Regions from separate parts of the Mus musculus genome. Here region 2 is linked to region 1. Evidence: chromatin contacts called from public HiChIP or PLAC-seq data. All regions are on one chromosome and are shown on one strand. The core of a region is the stretch at or near the end of the contact, and the rest is flanking DNA. Distances in the headings are between cores, read along the strand shown. Region 1 overlaps Gm13219 (predicted gene 13219). Region 2 has its middle 30 kb from the start of Gata3.

What was found. HiChIP or PLAC-seq counts read pairs in DNA pulled down with a chosen protein or histone mark.
Region 2: an H3K27ac HiChIP or PLAC-seq map of regulatory T cells shows a contact between it and region 1, with 5 times the contacts expected there. The contact joins two enhancer-like sites. A contact is called at or near these places in 1 of 484 Hi-C or Micro-C datasets (group 2 innate lymphoid cells) and 1 of 115 datasets of contacts at active chromatin or transcription factors (regulatory T cells).

Annotation. Positions count from the first base shown.
Region 1 is chr2:9,462,975-9,467,383 of GRCm38.p6, reverse strand. It overlaps Gm13219 (predicted gene 13219), which reads right to left. Exons shown (of 3, transcript NR_168281.1): 3 at 70-1,003. Among named protein-coding and RNA genes, the nearest start is that of Gm13219, 110 kb to the right of the region's middle. Within about 2 kb of position 2,248, at least 25 of the 459 cell types and tissues checked have an H3K27ac peak or open chromatin away from gene starts, as enhancers often do. A contact at or near this core is called in regulatory T cells, where this site is marked.
Region 2 is chr2:9,846,660-9,851,068 of GRCm38.p6, reverse strand. No RefSeq gene overlaps it. Among named protein-coding and RNA genes, the nearest start is that of Gata3, 30 kb to the left of the region's middle. Within about 2 kb of position 2,643, at least 6 of the 459 cell types and tissues checked have an H3K27ac peak or open chromatin away from gene starts, as enhancers often do. A contact at or near this core is called in regulatory T cells, where this site is marked.

The DNA.
Region 1 (4,409 bases), core at 999-3,498:
AGGAAAAGCAAGAAAATTCATATCCCATTTTTTCCATCAAAGGATAATATCAGTTAGACATTTCATTGATTGTTTTTTACTCCTTAGCTTCCTTTATTATTTAAATACCATATTTCATAAACATATCAGTTTTTACTGAAAGGTAGTTAGTCATCATCAGATTAATAACATTGGATATGATCAAACTCATAGCCTTTTGAACATATTATAGAAAACAAAATTACTCTCCCGATATTAATCTCATAGGACCACAGATACCCAGAAACTTTTCAGCTTCAAGTACCATATTAGGGTATTAACTAAAAGCTCTCTGTAGGACATAAATTGCAACAATATTAGTTTAGTTATTGCAGTAAGAATTAATGTATTGACTGATCAGTCATCAAAACTGTGTGAGACAGGTCCCTTCTGTTTTAGCTGAACAGCTGAGTTCAAATAGATTAGGAAACTTCTCTATCGTGCCTGTATGTGTGTGTTCACATGTATGCGATTACGTGTGTATGTGCTGACACACGGGTGTCAGTAGAAAGTTCCAAGATTGATGTCAGTCAGGTGTCTTCCTCAGTTACTCATTCATTATGCACTGAGACAAGGTCTCTTGCTGACTCTGGAGCTAGTCTGCCTGGCTTGCTTGTTCCCAGGATCCCCATTGCTGCTCCTCAGTGTTAGGATCATCCCTTCACCCCTGCTTTTTATGTGAGTTCTGGGAATCTGAACTCTGGTCCTCACAGTTCCACAGGTGGCAAGTGCTTTTCTTTCGGAGCTTTCTCCCCAGCCTGAAGAAACTTCAGCTGGAGTTAGCTCAGTCTGGAAAGTCCTTACTGTACAAGTATGAGGACCAGAGCTTGCACTCCAGAACTCATGTTAAAAAAGAAACCGAGCCAGACATGTTGATGTCTTTGTCATCCTGTTGTTGGGGAGACAGAAACAGGAGTGTCCATGATGTTCAGTGGCCAGCTAGCCTCGTTGAATTTGCATACTCCACTTAAATTGAAGCTTTTGTCTAAAAAGAAAACAAAAACAAAAAGTCATGATGCAACGACACAGGAGTTTGATCTTGGAGGTAGTCTCTTCTCCCCTCTCCCATCCTGCATCCCCATTCCAGAGTGCCTCCTGTGTACCTGCACACACACACACACACACACACACACACACACACAGACACACACACACAAACACACACAGAGACACAGACATACATACACACACACACAGAGACATACACACAGAGACATACACACACACAGACATACACACACAGACATACACACACACACACACACAGACACACACACACACACAGACACACACAGACACACACACACACATAAAATAAAAGAAAAAGTAGGGGGAAAAGAATAAAAACAAGAGAAAATAGAGAACAAACAAAAACAAACAAGCACAAACTTCTTCAAAGGCACACAGTAAGTGATTAGCAGATTTCAGTCATGAAACCCTAAAGCCAACCCTAAAGCCCTTAATAACTACGGTCAGCTACTCTTTGGATTGTTTCAAATTCTGTACTCTTAGGGAATATCCCAAATAAGCCTTTCTGTTTTGGAGTGGAGGGGAGCCCTGATGTACAGCATTTAAGTATCACCCAAATATATGCTTATGATGAGAGGAGATCTTTATATTCACCCAAATATATGCTTATGATGAGAGGAGATCTTTATATTCAACCAAATATATGCTTATGATGAGAGGAGATCTTTATATTCCGTCCGTTCTATTTCATAAAAAGAGAAATAAATGTCTATAGACAAACTTCAATCCATATGTTGTGCTCTAACAAAATAAACCAACATCCTCTTATCCTGTTCAGTTCTCATCCATCCAGTGCCGGGACAGTCTCTACCTTTAACTGTAATTCTCAAAGCACTTTGACCTTTTCCCTCAAAAAATGTTAGCACAGGAAGGTCATCAAGTGCAGAGATTCAGGACCCTGAGCCCGGTCTTCAAGAAGGAAGTCGCTCTTTAGTTAGTTTTGCTACTATAGACTCTTTCAGGCTTCGGAGAAAACAGGAAAAGAGAAAGAAAAGCAAATTTCTCAAGGGTTTCCCCCAACAATTTATTTAGAATATTTTGCCCCTCAGGGACTGGTTTCTATTCCAACATCTTTCCACTTCGCCACAGTTTCATTTTTTACTTAATCCTTATATAAACAGGCGTTCCAAGTCCTATACATCTCAGAGCAGGTAATTATGTCTGACTCATCCCACTCACACTTAGTGAGCATCATTCTGGCCAATGAAAATACTGATAAACAATCCAGCTCCATTCCTAAGGGACAGCTGCATCTAGTGGAAGAGGGTAGCAAGGGCAGAATTACACAGCGGCAGCAGCAGCAGCAGCACCATCACATGCTTCCCACCCACTGAATTAAGCACAGTGCAGAGAGATCCCGGAAGATGCACTCTCAGACATGGGAGACACCAGAGGCTGCTTTCTGTGGGTGGAAAGAAATCCGCCACACACATTTTGCTCAGCACGTGACTTCTCCTTCTATAGAAAGCTTCTCTCCTGAGCTCTGTAACCTCAAGGACAATAGCATCCATGCAAAGAGAAATGCAGAGGGGATTGAGACCCATGCTCCAGAAAAAGCAATTCGGTTTCTTTTGAAAAACGATGAAAAGAAATGCATCCCTAAACTCAGCAGAACACATTTCATAAATAGGAACAGCCATCTTCAACCCTGGGTGATTCAGTATCAAAAAGAAACACAACTCCTACAAACATCTGACACCACGAGGAGGGAGAAGTTTGCCCCAGCTGGTATATCTTGACAGGTTCAAGTTGAGCCCCCACCCCCAAACCCAACACAAAACTGAAAACACAGACACACCGCCCTCAGAGGTGTGATCTGGTGCACTTCCCCCTAGGCAATGGGCCACACTATAATTTCACACTGCTAGGAATGCATCCATCTCTAGTGGAGACTGTTAGCTGCAGAAACCCAGTGGAAACTGCCATTCTGGAAACTTTCTCATCGCAGGAGAAGCAGTCCAGAGGGCTTCCGTGTAACGCCAGTGAACTGTAAAATTAGTTCCAAATGATGAATGCATTCTGTTACCCCCTATAAATGTTCAAGCCACAGAGTGTTCAAGTTGTGTCCTCCATGATATTATGTATGCTTAGCAGGTTTCAACTGTCTTTTACTGAGCTTGAATGTCCAGTCAAGCGAGAGAGCACTGTCTTTAATTTTTCAATCTTTACCTACTGTATTTGGGGGTATGTTTTGCATTGCCAGGGCTCAATTATTCCTCAGCATCACTCTCTCTTGATTCCTGCTTGCCTGAACATCATTGGAATGGGAAGCGTTGGAAGTTTACAAGTGTCACAGGATTTGGGTCAGCAGAACTGGTCACACGAGGAGGATCCAGGAGAAATGGGTGTCGACTATGGTTGGCTTCCCTGGGTGTTCTTGACTCTATCCCAGACGTGCAATGCACTTGGCAGTTTACGTGCTAGGGTTAGTCATCCAACTCTTACTCTGGCCTACTTAAAGTCTTCTTCTCAACTTTAAGACAGGACACTTTATAACTCCTTTTGGATAAGCTTTGGGTTGGCAGATAAGGATTGGTAAGATTTGGGGAAGTTGAGTGGGCAAGAGGGGTGATTTAAGATGTAATGGGGGAAAGGGCAGAAGCGATTATGGAACCAGCTGGAGATGTGAATTGGAAAATAAGCTCGAAAAGTAACTTAAAATGATGGATGATGTGCCTTGAGAAAATGGTTTAGTGTAGATGTGGAAAACAAGCAGGCATGGCGAGGAGGTCATAACTAGGAAAGTGACAAGGTAAGAGAGAAGAAGCTCAAGTAAAGTTAGTGCCTGGGGTTGTGTGAAGTTCAGTGCTTAAGCACTTGGTTGGTATGCAGAAGGCCCAGGATTCAAAACCCAGTACTGTGAAATCAACCAACTAAACAATCACCCATCCACCACTACTACCAACAAAGACATAGTCTGACAAGCTTTGTCTACTGGTGATATGTAAACGCTTCAGATATAGGTCAGTGAGGGAGACTAGCAGGGGGATATTCACTAGCACTTCTTTGGAAAGGAAAGGGCCTCATCACAGTGCACTCTGTGGAGATGGAGAGAAAGGAGCCGAGGACATGGGGCACTGGTTAGTTTTATGTCAACTTGGCTCAAGCTAGAGCCATTTGGGAAAAGACTACCAAGTGAGCAAGTGCTTCAGTAACACTGGCCTGGGAGCAAACATGCGGTGCATTCTCTTGATTAACGATTGAGATGGGAGAGAGGGCCCAGCCCACGTCGGTGGTGCCACCCCTGGACAGGTAGTCCTAGGGGCCATAAGAAAGCACACTGAGCAAGCCACAAGGAGCAAGACAGTATGCAGGCATCCTCCATGACCTCTGCTTCATTTCTTCGCTCCAAGTTCCTCTCT
Region 2 (4,409 bases), core at 1,394-3,893, 380 kb before region 1:
ACATTGAGTTTACCCACTAAGCACAATGGTTTCCAGGCTGGGGAGATGGCTTTGTAGGTAAAGTACTTGCCTTGCAGCATGAAGTCCTGAGTTTGATCTCCAGAACCAGTGTAAAACAGCCAACCGTGGTGATACCTGTTGGTAATGTAGCTCCAGAGGGGAACTGGCTGGCCTGCTCAGAGCAGCCTCCTCCGCAAGATCTAGGCCAATGATAGATCCTACTTAAAAACAGCGTGGACGATGCCTGAAGAATGACATCTGGGATTATCCCCTGGCCTCCACACAGCCATGTGTAGTTACACAACAAATACATTGGCGGACTTGCACACAGAAGACACGCAGATAGCAGATACTACGAGGATGGGGCCTCTGGTACGGTGCTTGCTGCCCAAGAAGAAGGTTCTGAGTTCAGATCCCAGCAACCACATATAAAGCTGTCACATCAGTGTGTGTGTCTATAACTTCAGGGCTGGGCAGAGACCAGACACACAAGGGTTCCTGGGAAGAGATCAGGGATAGCTTGGGCAAGTTTCTGAGACTCTGGTTTTTTTGTTGCTGTTATTGTTGCTTTTTAAAATTATTTTTATTTTATTACATCCTAAATGCTGTCCCCTCTCAGTTTCCCAACCTAGACTTCCCTCCCCTCCCCTCCCTGTATCCCTGACCCTGGGGCCTCAAGTCTTTACAGGATTAGGCTCATTCTCTCCCACTAAGGCCAGACAAGGTAGGCCTCTGCTACATATGTGCTGGGGATGTGGGCGTGGGGGCTCTTTGGTTGGTGGCTCAGTCTCTGGGAGCTCCCAGGAATCCAGGTTAACTGACACTGTTGGTCTTTCTATGGGGTTGCCATCCTCTTCAGTTTCTTCAGTCCTTCCTCTAACTCTTCCATTTGGGTCCTCAAGTTCTGTCTTATCCTTGAGACCCTGTCTTAAAATAAAAAGAGCAGTGGTGGCGAGTGCTTGGAGTAGTTCAGTGATAGTGTAGAGAGCTTCCTCAGCAGGCATGAGACCCTGGGTTCCATCCTCAGGGAAACAAAGAGTGTACAAATGTAATAGAGACATTTGCATGGTAACATTTTACTCCAGTGGAAGGGTTTGTAAGCTTGTATGTATTTTTTTGAGACAGGGTCTATCACTGAGCCTCGAGATTGCCCACTGGGCTAAACTAACAGGCCAGCAAGCCCCAGGATTCTTCCCATTCCTGCCTCCTCAGCTTTGAGAGTTTAGGCCTGCGGCCAGGCCCAGCTTTTCAGTGAGTGCTGGGAACTGAACTGTCAGGCTTGCATGACAGCACTGACTGACTGAGCCATTCCATAAGAGGGTTTTTGCTTGATGCAATTTCAAAGACTGTAGCAGGTGAGGAGCAGGTAAGAACCAGGGTTCTGGGCTGCAGATGTAAGAACATTTATCTAGCATCTACAAGGCCCTGGGTTCCATCCTCAGCACTGGTAAAAAAAAAAAAAAAAAAAAAAAAAGCCCTAGAAGGAAGGAGGGAGCCCGGGGAGAAACCAAAAGGAAAAAGAATCTTTCTCAGCTTTAATGATGGATGCTGAGTATAAGCATCCAATCCAACGCATGTGGGCTCAGCCTTCCCTTAAGTGGTTACCATCTCGCTGGTGTGTGCCTGGGAACAATCAAATTGGGCCTCTCTGCCTTGCTGCTTCAGCAAATCTAGATGTGCCTCCCTGACTTTGTAGAGAGGGCAGAATGGAGGACCTTGCCTCTATAATTGGACTGGGGGTCCAGAGCTGCCACTTAGATGTAAAATGACTGGAGAGATGGGATTGGGCGCTTCCTTTACGTTGCTTCTGCCCCACCCAGCACACCATACCCTCTGCTCTATCAGAGGCCAGGGAGCCCATGATCCAGTTTGTGTATTACACAGGCCCTCTGTATCCTTAGCTTTCCCTCCAGAGCTGGATCGTTTCCCCTGCTTCCAAGCATATCCACAAAGGTGTAAGGATTGTTTTTTCCCTTCCTTTGTTTTTTTCAATACAGGGTTTCTCTGTGTAGCCCTAGCCTGGAACTCACTCTGCAGACCAGGCTGGCCTTGAACTCAGAGGTCCTCCTGTCTCTGCCTCCCTAGTGCTGGGCTTAATGGCAGGCGCCACCACGACCTGGGACAAGTGGATGGGAATGTGGGTTTTAAAGGCCATAGCTTCCATGTGACCCGCTTTGCTGATCACCTGAAGCTCTGAGGGAGCGTGGAGGTTTTAAACTTCAGTCGTGGCTAAGGTGAAGTTTAGGGATAAGGTGTCTCTGCTTTCCGTTACCCCAAATAGAAGTGCGCTGGCAGAATGTCTGCCCTTAGAGCCAGCTGGCTGAGCAAAGGTGAAAGGAGAGGAGGGAAAAAACCGAGGTGCACACCAATCCACTCTTTCTACTGGCCCAGCTCTCTAAGGTGTACCATTGGCCCACGTCCTCTCTCTGCTATGGCCTGGGAAACTGAAGCTCTGGGGATGTATCTGAGTTACTCAAGGACACAGAAAATCTTGTCCCCAGGGGCCTGCCCTAGATTGTGGGAGAGTTGGTATAGCCCAGCTCTAAACAATAAAACAACAGAAAAGGCCACAGTGGTGTGAATTGTGAACCTCAGGGAAACCCCAAACTAGCTGACAGCTGAGAAAGATGTCAGGATCTAGATAAAGCATCACTAAGAGAACTAGTGTTTTTGCTGTCTCTGCTCAGAAGGAGCCGAGGTGAGGGCTGGCCCAATCTTGTCAAGAGCTGCCATTGGGATGGAACGGCGTGTCCCCCATCAGTCATTGGCTTTTTCTTGTTTTGTGTTTTGGACAGAATCTCATGTGGGCCATGCTACCCTCCAATGTACAAAGTAGCTGGTGGTCTTGAATGTCTGGTCCTCCCATCTCCATCTCCTAAGTGCAAGGGTTATAGGTGTGAGCCTTCATGCCTAGTTTATGTGTTGCTCGGGATTTCCTGCATGCTGGCAGGCTCTCTACGAACTGAACCGAATCCTCAGCCCCAGCCTACCAAGGGGATGAAGAAAAGGTAACCAGGGCTAGAGAGATGGCTCAGATGGGCCTGAGTTAGGATCTCCTGTAACCAAATAAAAAAAGCCAGGTGTGGTGTGGTGCATGCCTTTAGTCCCAGCACTCTGGAGGCAGAGGCAGGTGGATCTCTGTGAGTTCGAGGCCAACCTGGTCTAGAGAGTGAGTTCTAAGACTATACAGAGAGAACCTCTCTCTTGGAAAAACAAAACAAAACCAATCAACTAAGCAAACAAAAAGTCAGGCATAGTAGCACATGTCTGTAACCCCAGTACAAGGGAGGTCGAGACAGGAGGATCCCTGGGGCTTGCTGGTCAGCTAGTCTAGTGACAGTGGAAGTGGTTTAGGAAGTGAGTCGGCTATGGGCCTCTGGCTTCCATTCACCCATCCTGTGCACACGCATGCAAACAAACATACTCCACAAATATATGCACCTCTACCAAAAAGGAGGAGACTTCTAGTCTATCACAAAGTTTGGACATGTAAATTTTTGCCAGGGAAAGACAGCTGTAACTTGTCAAGAATGGATGCCCAAGTTAAACTGAAGCTTGCAAATCAATACAATGTGTTGGCTTGCAGGAAACTTGTCCCATTTTGTTAAGGATTACATTTCTACATAGTGTGCAGACTAGATGTTAATCAGTGGCTCTTGGCCAGAGAGGGTAAATCCTATCAGCAAATAAATGCATTTAAGATGTCAGAGGATGACCAAAGAGAAATATGTCTACAGAGACCTAAAAATAATATGAAACCATTTAGGAACTTGAAGGTCATTTTGTTGAGGGCAAAATTCTTGTGCAGGGTGCTGACAGTTTGCCCTCTGGGTGTTTTCAGAGCTTAAAGGATCAAACTGTCCACACAAAATATGGAATGTCCAATAGACAGGTCCATGCACTCTTCCAGCCCAACCTTTCAGCCCTTTAATTACCATGGCTCCAGCTTGATGTTGGATACCACCCTGCGTGTAACTGTTGCATAGGCGGGGTATTATGGCCAAATGATTGGCTGGTACCTCTGAATGGGACTTTAAGAAGTCTTAAGGAGATGAGAGGAAATGGATGGCAGTCAGTCATAGCTCATGGGAAGCGATGCAGATGAGGGGAATAATCCTTTCCCACATTGGAGATTACTCCCAAGGATAATTGAGCTTCTTTGCCACTGTGCAGAAATCCTCACCAAAGCGTCCCGTGCCACCATTGAAAGGGGCTGCCGTGAGGTTGGGACTCAGAGGGTAGAGTGTTTGCTTAGCATGCATGAAGCCCTGGGATCGTCCAGCACTGCAGAAATCAAACATGATTGGTGTGTGCTTATAATCAACACTCAGAAGTTGGGAGCTAGAAGCAGAAGAATCAAAAGTTCAAAATCATAGTTTGGCTACATAGGAAGTTTGAGGTCAGCCTGT